Linked DNA regions of Strix aluco: region 2 is linked to region 1. The links are chromatin contacts, called in public Hi-C maps. All regions are on one chromosome and are shown on one strand. The core of a region is the stretch at or near the end of the contact, and the rest is flanking DNA. Distances in the headings are between cores, read along the strand shown.

The links. A called contact is a pair of places that touch in the nucleus more often than the background predicts.
Region 2: a Hi-C map of brain shows a contact between it and region 1, with 4 times the contacts expected there. The contact joins the promoter of FAM13B here to the promoter of HNRNPA0 in region 1. A contact is called at or near these places in 2 of 2 Hi-C or Micro-C datasets (brain and heart).

Annotation. Positions count from the first base shown.
Region 1 is chr13:5,119,850-5,123,823 of bStrAlu1.hap1, forward strand. HNRNPA0 (heterogeneous nuclear ribonucleoprotein A0) reads right to left here and starts at 1,717. Exons shown (of 2, transcript XM_074838876.1): 1 at 617-1,717. The coding sequence starts at 1,395.
Region 2 is chr13:5,266,251-5,270,224 of bStrAlu1.hap1, forward strand. It overlaps FAM13B (family with sequence similarity 13 member B), which reads right to left and starts at 2,168. Exons shown (of 24, transcript XM_074838123.1): 1 at 1,907-2,168.

The DNA of each region.
Region 1 (3,974 bases), core at 467-2,966:
ATGGGATCCGAGTAGATTTTGTAGAAAAAAATGTAGTAGCCAGGTATCGAGTCCTTACAACAAAGGAAATTCCCCCATAACCCTCCCCAGTTTTTACTCCAGATCAGCAAGACACTTCCCACCCCGTACCCCCAAAAAACAAATTAAAACAAGACATTTTTTTCGTTGCTAGTATAAAAACGACCAAGGTCCAAGTAATAATAAAAAAATAGAGTCCATCAATGACTGTAACACAAAGTATGTGTATGTGGGGCCCAGTCCATCTTCAGAGAGAAAGAAGTGGCACAGGCAGCAGAGGCGACCCCCAGGGGGCATTTAGGAGCTGCTCCCACAGCAGGGAGGCATTTAAAAGGAGCTGCCCTTCGGCGAATGAGGGGAGAAACCATTTAGAAGCTGCCCCGTATCAAAGGGAGGGCTCTCCGCGCCACCCCCAATGGCTATGGGCGCTCCCGCTCAGAAAGAGCCGCCCCCGTAGCCTCCCCCACCATAGCCTCCTCTGTACGGTCCACTGTTACTGCGGCCCCCCCAGTTGCCGCCCCCTCCTCCACCTCCTCCGCCGCTCTTCATGGGGCCGTAGGAGGACTGGTGCTGGCTGTAGCTGCCGAACCCGCCGTACCCGTTGCCGTAGTCGCCGCCTCCCCCTCCGCCGCCGCCTCCGTAGGAACCGCTGCCATAGGAGCCGTAACCGCCGCCGCCGCCGCCTCCTCCACCGTAGCCGCCGTAGCTATTGTAACCGCCGCCGCCTTTGGAAAGGCCGTTGTGATCCCGGTTGCCGGATCCGCCGCCGCCCCGACCCCTTCCTCCTCCTCTGCCTCCCCGGGAAGGCCTGGAAGAGCCGCCGCCTCCCCCGCCCGACTGGATGTCCTCCTTGGGCACGGCCTTCTTGACCTCCACGCGGTGGCCCTGGATCGGGTGGAACTTGACCACGGCCGCCTTGTCGGCGGCGTCGTGGTTCTGGAAATAGACGAAGCCGAAGCCGCGCTTCTTCCCGCTCTGTTTGTCGGCGATGATCTCGGCCTTCTCCACCGGGCCGAACTGGCTGAAATGCTGCACCAGGTCCCCTTCGCCTACGTCCCCTTTGAGGCCGCCCACAAAGAGCTTCTTCACCTTAGCGTGGGCCCCCGGTTTGGCCGAGTCCTCCCGGGACACGGCCCGCTTCAGCTCCACCGCGTTCCCGTCCACGGCGTGGGGGGAGGCGGCCATGGCGGCGTCGGCCTCCTCCACCGCCGAGTAGGTGACGAAGCCGAAGCAGCGGGAGCGCTTGGTCTGCGGGTTAAGCACGACCACGCAGTCGGTGAGGGTACCGTAGGCCGCGAAGTGCTCCCGCAGTCCCGCCTCCGTGGTCTGCACGTTCAGGCCACCGATGAACAGCTTGCATAGCTGCGAGTTCTCCATGCTGCCGCCGGTGCCGGGGCTGCGCCTGGGCCTGGCGCCGAGACTCCTCCTCCTGTTGGGGGGCAGCTCTGAAGGTTTTTTCCCCCCCTTCTCCGTCTTGCCGCTTCTTCCCCCTCGCTTGCTGCGAACAGCGCGACCTCACGGCTGCGGCAGCCGCCGGCGATGGCTCCCTCGGCCTGGCCCAACGCCTTCGCTTCGCCTCACCTGACCAGCAGAAGAGACGGGGCGTCCCGGCTGCCGCCGCTCCCGCAGAAAGGGGGGTGGGGGTGGGGGGAAAACACAGGCACGCACAAAATGGCGGCTGCTACTTCTCAAGACTCGGCCGGCGACTGGTGCCCACACAAAGGGGACGCTGGGAGCCCCGCCCGCCCGGCCGCCGCCGCGCACGCCCCCCGCGCCGCATCAGCCAATGAGAGCGCGCCGCCGGCACCGTCCGCGACTCACCGTCAGGGGCGGGGCTCCGGCCGCGATCGACGAGCGCGGCGGCTAATCAGAGGGCGCGACCTCCGCCGCGCGTCGGCAGAAGGCCCGGGGTCCGCCGGTGACAGACGCGCCGGACAGCCAATGGAGCCGCGCTGTGGCGGCCGGTGATGCGAGGCGCCCTCCGCGCGCGCCGAGAGAAGGGGCGGGACGGGGCCCGGCCCGGCCCGCGCCAATGCGTCAAGCCAGCGGGCGGCAGCCAATGGGCCGCCTCCGGCCGGGCCGCGCGCTTTCTGCTCGGCGGCCCCGCCCCGCGGGCGGGGGCAGCGCGCGGCGGCTCCGCGGGCGGCTCGCGCGGGAGCGTTTGAAACGGGGACCGTTAGGCGGCCGCGCCGCGCGCCCCCCGCCCCGCCACGGAGCGGCGGGGCCCTGACCGCCACCCGGGCCATGCCCCGGAGCGCCCCCCCCTCCCACGGCCTCGCTATTGTTCCCCCGCCTGAGGGGCGCGGGTGGAGGCGGGCATGGGGGCCGCTGCCCCCTCACGGCTCGGCCTCGCCGGGCGGGGGCCGGGAGCAGGGCTCACCCGCCGGCCGAGTGCTGGCCCGGCCCGGCAGGACCTCCTTTACCTCCTGACCGTGTTCGTGCTTTGCCTCGACCAGCTCCAGCCTCGCACCTTCATTTCCTTCGGCTCGCTCGCGTTTCCCGGCTTTACGGCAACGCGGCCCGTGTATTCCTGAGGGGCAGCGACACCCCGCTTCGGGATTCTGAACCGTTCCGTTCTGTCCAGGTCCTGCCTGCTCCCTTTTAGCGTTACGTGGCTCTTCTTCCCTCATTTGTGTCCATTTTTCCCTTTCCAGCATGCTCCCCGCTACCCAATCTCTCAGGCAGCTTTACTCGCTAGTTTCCCTCTTTCCAACCCTATTACTGCCTCCTCACCCTTAAACCTCTCCTTAGCTCTGAAAAGGAGGTATTTTCTTAGAGAAATAATTAGAGCTGCTCCAGAGTGTGCAGGCTCTGTAAAATGACTAATAGTGAGATGTATTTCCTTTTTTTCTTTTTCCTTTAATAGTACCTTAAACATTGTCAGCTTGAAGACTGCAGCACTATTTGCAACATACTGAATTTTTCATCAGAAACAGGATTTTTTTTTTGGCCTTACACCCACTGGGGTTTATGTAGGAAATTCTTTCAAAGTGAAAAGGTCAGTTCCCATTTCACGAGGCACATTAGCACCTGCACCACGCAGTTTCTGAAAACTCGTGTTAACTTAGTCCTCCTCATAGATAACTGATGTGTGTCTAAAACCTTCAGTGAAGGTAATTTCACAATACTCTTCAGGTAGCCTCTTCCTTTGTTTATTATTTCCACAATGAGATAAAGTTTCCATTTAGACATTGAGACAATCTTCGAAAAAATAACCACATAATTGAATATATTAAAGTGAGTGCAAGCCTCAAGAACTCATGAAGTGTTAAAGCATCTGTGCACAGAGTACTTGACGCACTCTCTCTTTTTGTTAACTAAATCTATATGATAATATACTGTGGGGTCTACTGGGATGATGAGACTTCCTCTTCTGTTTGGGCACCTCTCCCTGTTTGCTCTTGTTCCTTGTTTTCCATTGCTTTGCTTTTTCAGGCACTAGATCCTGAAAAGCGGGTCTGTCTTGTCTCATCTATGATGATAATTCCATGGATGTTTTCCAAGATTTTTTTAGGACGCTGTTCCTTATGAAAGGGTTGTATTACTTCTACCAGTTAGCACAGGTTGAGAATTTCTGATCATTGCAGTATTTGTCAGACACATAAGATCTGCACCTCCAAAGAGTTTGACCTGTGAAAATCTTCCTTGAAGTCCCCTATGTAATACCTGGTTTATATCCCAGCAGTTGGCTTTCAAAAGCCTGTCTGTGCCATTTTATTCTCCACATCATCCAAGAACATTGGCACCAAACCTCACAGTCACAAGTCGCCTTACCTTCCTGAATCACAGATGGGAAATCCAGATTAGTGTAAATCAGAGGTTTTGGGGACTGGGTTAATAAAAAACAACTATCAGACCGCCTGATTTCCAGCAAGATCCTGTGCTGGGTCCCCTGTCAGTCACATTTCTGGTCCCTTGCTCAGGGAGAAGAGTGTAAGTCCTCCCTCCAACACCAA
Region 2 (3,974 bases), core at 918-3,417, 150 kb after region 1:
TTCACTTTCTAATGAGCCCTAGAAAAGGGCATCATTGCTGAGCTATAAACATTTGACCACAGATCAAAGGGCTGAGTATTTGAAAAGGAAAAAAACACCACAAAAAGCCTTCACAGACAGAAAGCAGAGGGTTTCACAAAACTTAGTAATGTCTGTTCCAAAGGCATGGAATATTTCTTCAGCCTCACATGCTTTTGCAAACATGCTGTTATGTACATTAGAAAGAAAAGTTTCACCGCTTGCACAGGTCTCATATTATGAGACGCACATGAAAAATGTTAAATTGAGTCTTTTAATGAGCTGTTAGAAAGTCCTCTGATGTTACAAGCAGCGCATACAGGAAAAGCCCAAACTGACTAAGACTGAGCAGATAAAAGCTATCATTTGCCAAACTCAGATGTTTTGACATGCTGTCCATGTCAAAATTTGCAAGCATTAGAAATTATCATGAGCTCCTCCTAATCAACTTCTTTACACGTAACCATGAGGCACTCTACTTGATTGATTTTTCTAAAATAATACTGTAAATTTCCAGTTGGATGCTTTCAAAACACTGAGGTATTTATTTTGTTATTATGATGTTGTCAAGAGAAGGAAAGGATCCCTATGGTGCTAGACAACACATAGACTGACAAAGCAGATAAAAAAAAGATTCTAAATACCTTCAAATCTATGCAACAGATAACATGTAAAGCGATTTACTAGCAATGAGCAGTAAAAAAAAACAAGCTAGAAAACAAGTGGAATAACAAGACAGCTGAATTTATTATAATATAGGCAAACAAACTAGCTTTTTAAAATTTTTTTTATGCTGGCAGATTAAACTGCACAGAAGACAGAAAAACTTCAAACCTAAATGCTAATCCAGTTCAAGAATTTGTTTCAAAGTCACATACTATTTCATCTCCGAGGACACTCAGAAATACATGCCTGAAAAAAATAAACAACTGGGTAGGTTTTGATATATTCGGTTTATTTTTTTTAAACAGGCAAGAGTGATTAGATGGCATTTACTTTCTTCATTTAGTATTTTTTGAGTCTATGTCTTGAGTCTGACAGCAGTAACAAATTTTGTCTAAAATTTTAAAAAGCCAGACCAAACGAACTCAAGAGTTGTGTAGTAAAAGTTCAAGTTGCAGCGTTTGATTACAACTTTTTTGTTGTTGGGTTTTTTTCAAACCTGGAAGAAATACCCTAACACTGGAGCATCTCACGTTAAAGCAACCTTTTGGAGGCAAGAAGCATTTACACTCAAATGTTTAAACCCCTAAGGAGCTTCCAAGAGTAATGGAAACCCACACGGGCAGATTCCTCAGAAGATACACATTTGGTCACAGGCTGCAGCATTAAGTCCATAAGCTAGCATTCTTCATGCCAGCGTTGCCTTCGTCTTCACTGAAGATTTAGTGACTACCCTTTAACTTCTGGAACCAACTTTGCTGGCAGGGAGCTGCTAGGCTAATACTGTCTGCGTGCCAAGTCCCATCGCGGGGGGGATAAGGCTGATCCACCGTGGGAGGAGGAACAGGCTCAGCAGACAACTCCGCTGGAGGAGCCAAGAAATCCCTGCTGGCTGTCAGGGCTGCCTCGAAGGTCCTACCGACACAAGTGCAACCTGGGAAACGAACGCACCACTTGACAGCTCCCTCCGAGAGGCTCTAGCAACTTCTGCACCACGCAACCCTGCAACGCGCCCGCCTCGGCCACCTCCGCTGCCCAGACGAGGAAGTTCCCGCGCCCCTGATCCGCGCCGCTCCCAGAAGGTTCCTGAAGCCTGTCGTGACACCCTCCCCGCCCCACACGCCGCCTCCCGAGGCGGGAGCGCGACCCGGCCTCAGCCCGCCGCCCCCGAGGGGCGACCCCGGCCCGCGCCGCGCCGCGCATGCGCCCCCGCAGCCCCCCTCACCGTTGCCGGGTGACTCGCCCTCCCCGCCGTCCTCAGCACCAGCAGCAGGTTCCTCCGCCTCTTCCTACCCCGGGGGCCAGCGCGGGCCTCTCCTCGCCGCTCCGCTCTCCTCGCAGGCCGCCTCCCTCGGCCGCCCCCGCCGTCCAGCCGCGGCCGCCGCGCTGCCGACCCGGGCGCCGTCCGTCCCCAGAGCCGCTCCGTCGCCCGAGCGCGCTCTCCGCGAGCGGGGGGTCCCCAACGGTAGCGGCGGCAACTGGCGGAAGTGACGCGCTGACTGACAGGTGCAGGCGCGCGCCCCCCTCCCTCGGGGTCACGTGCTGCGGGGCGGGGAGGGGTCGCCGGTGGCGCCGCGGCGGGGCGGAGCGGGGCGGTGCTGAGGGGAGCCGGTTCCCGCCCTGGGCCGCAGCTCCCTCAGGCCGGCGGCGAGGCTCGGTAGCGGCGGCCCGCGGGCGGGAAGAGCCGCCTGAGGGAGGGCAGGAGGGGAGGAGCTGGCGGCCGGGGGCAGGTTGGTGCGGCCTGCCCCGGGCCGGTGGGTCCGCCGGCCGTTATAGCCCCGGGCTGTCCAGAGCCGCAGCGACTGCAACACCGCACCCACGAACAACGAGCAGCAGCCCAGGGATTAACTTTTTTCTCTTGTTTTTAACCTTAGTGACTCAGCCATCCCTCGGCCTCGGCCCGTGCGGGCTCAGGGGTGCCCAGAGAGTGACCACGGCCGTCGGTGTCACCGTGCAGGCTCCTGCTCCTGTACGGTTTTGCAGTTCTCGTAACCATATTAAAATATTTCCTGTAAATTTTCTGAATTAAAGCGTCAACAGTGATCGCTCCCAAACATTTCCCAAGTGTAAGCGCGCCAGAAGTAACAAAGTGCCCTTTGACAAAGAGCTAATGCGTTTTGAAATACAAAATTTAGCACCCTTAAACTAAGTTAGCATAAGTTAGTGAGGAGATGCAAGCTTACACCAGAGGTGTTAAAAGCCGTGCCTGACAGTCTGCGGTTCCCACATGCCACGTTGAAACTACAACAGCTTTTTCTGTCATGCAGTGCCAGCAGCCATAGGTGGTGGGTTTAATAAAGCATTTAAGGAAATAAGGATTTAGTTAGTAAAAATCCTCTCAAGACAATCTTTTCTTCCCATGAAAAGCTGACAAAGAATATGTGAAATGAAAAAAACCCGATAGAATTAGGATGGGATTAATTGAAGCTTTCATATTGTCAATAGCTGCGAGGGTTTTGTTTCAGGTTTTCCAACGTGGATTCTAAATTTTATCTAGAGATACATTTATAAGACTCATTAAGAGTTTTTACATTTAGAATCCGAAGAAGGGAGAGTCACAATCCCACAGTAAATTAGCCTGGCAGATCTAAAACTGTATTTTCCTACTAGAAGATTTGGTATCATTAGGAGGTGCCATACAAAGACAATAAAATGCGTAGGGTCAGGGGAAATGACCTCTCAGGAGGTCCATATTTGCTGTCGGTCTGCTTCCACAGCAGATTTCTCCACTTGAACAGCTAATAAAATTTCCTCACATCAGGATGAGATTTCCGAATTTCTATTTTGTATACATAGCTGTGTTCTTTCTGATTCATTTAGCCTCATCAACAACAATAAAGATACTGAATCAGAACAAGCTGGCAATTTTGTTGATGAAACATGGGAGAGAGCGGACTCCAGCTGGCTCTTCAGCAGATACGTTGGCCAGTTGACAGGAATAAAACTGCAAGAAACCTGACACAGAAAACACACGCGGCAAGAGGAGACAGACAGCAGAGGCAGGCAGGTAGGCAGGCGCTGCACAGCACCTGTTCGCTGGTTTTGAGTCCAAGACAGTGTCTTCCCTCCTCTGAACTGGCTCCGAGTACGCCATTTCGTGCCAGCTTATCCTACCTCCTTTCAGACGCTTCCAACGTTCCTTGCAGGGGGCAGACATATGCAGTCCCAGGCTGCCATTTTAGTCTTTTCTGCTCACTTTGTGTTCTTGCTGCCTATTTCTGAAAGGTTGAGGAGAACCTGGGAGTGCTGGTGCTTTAGCCACTTTCTCTAAGATAGTAAATATAGAGGGACGG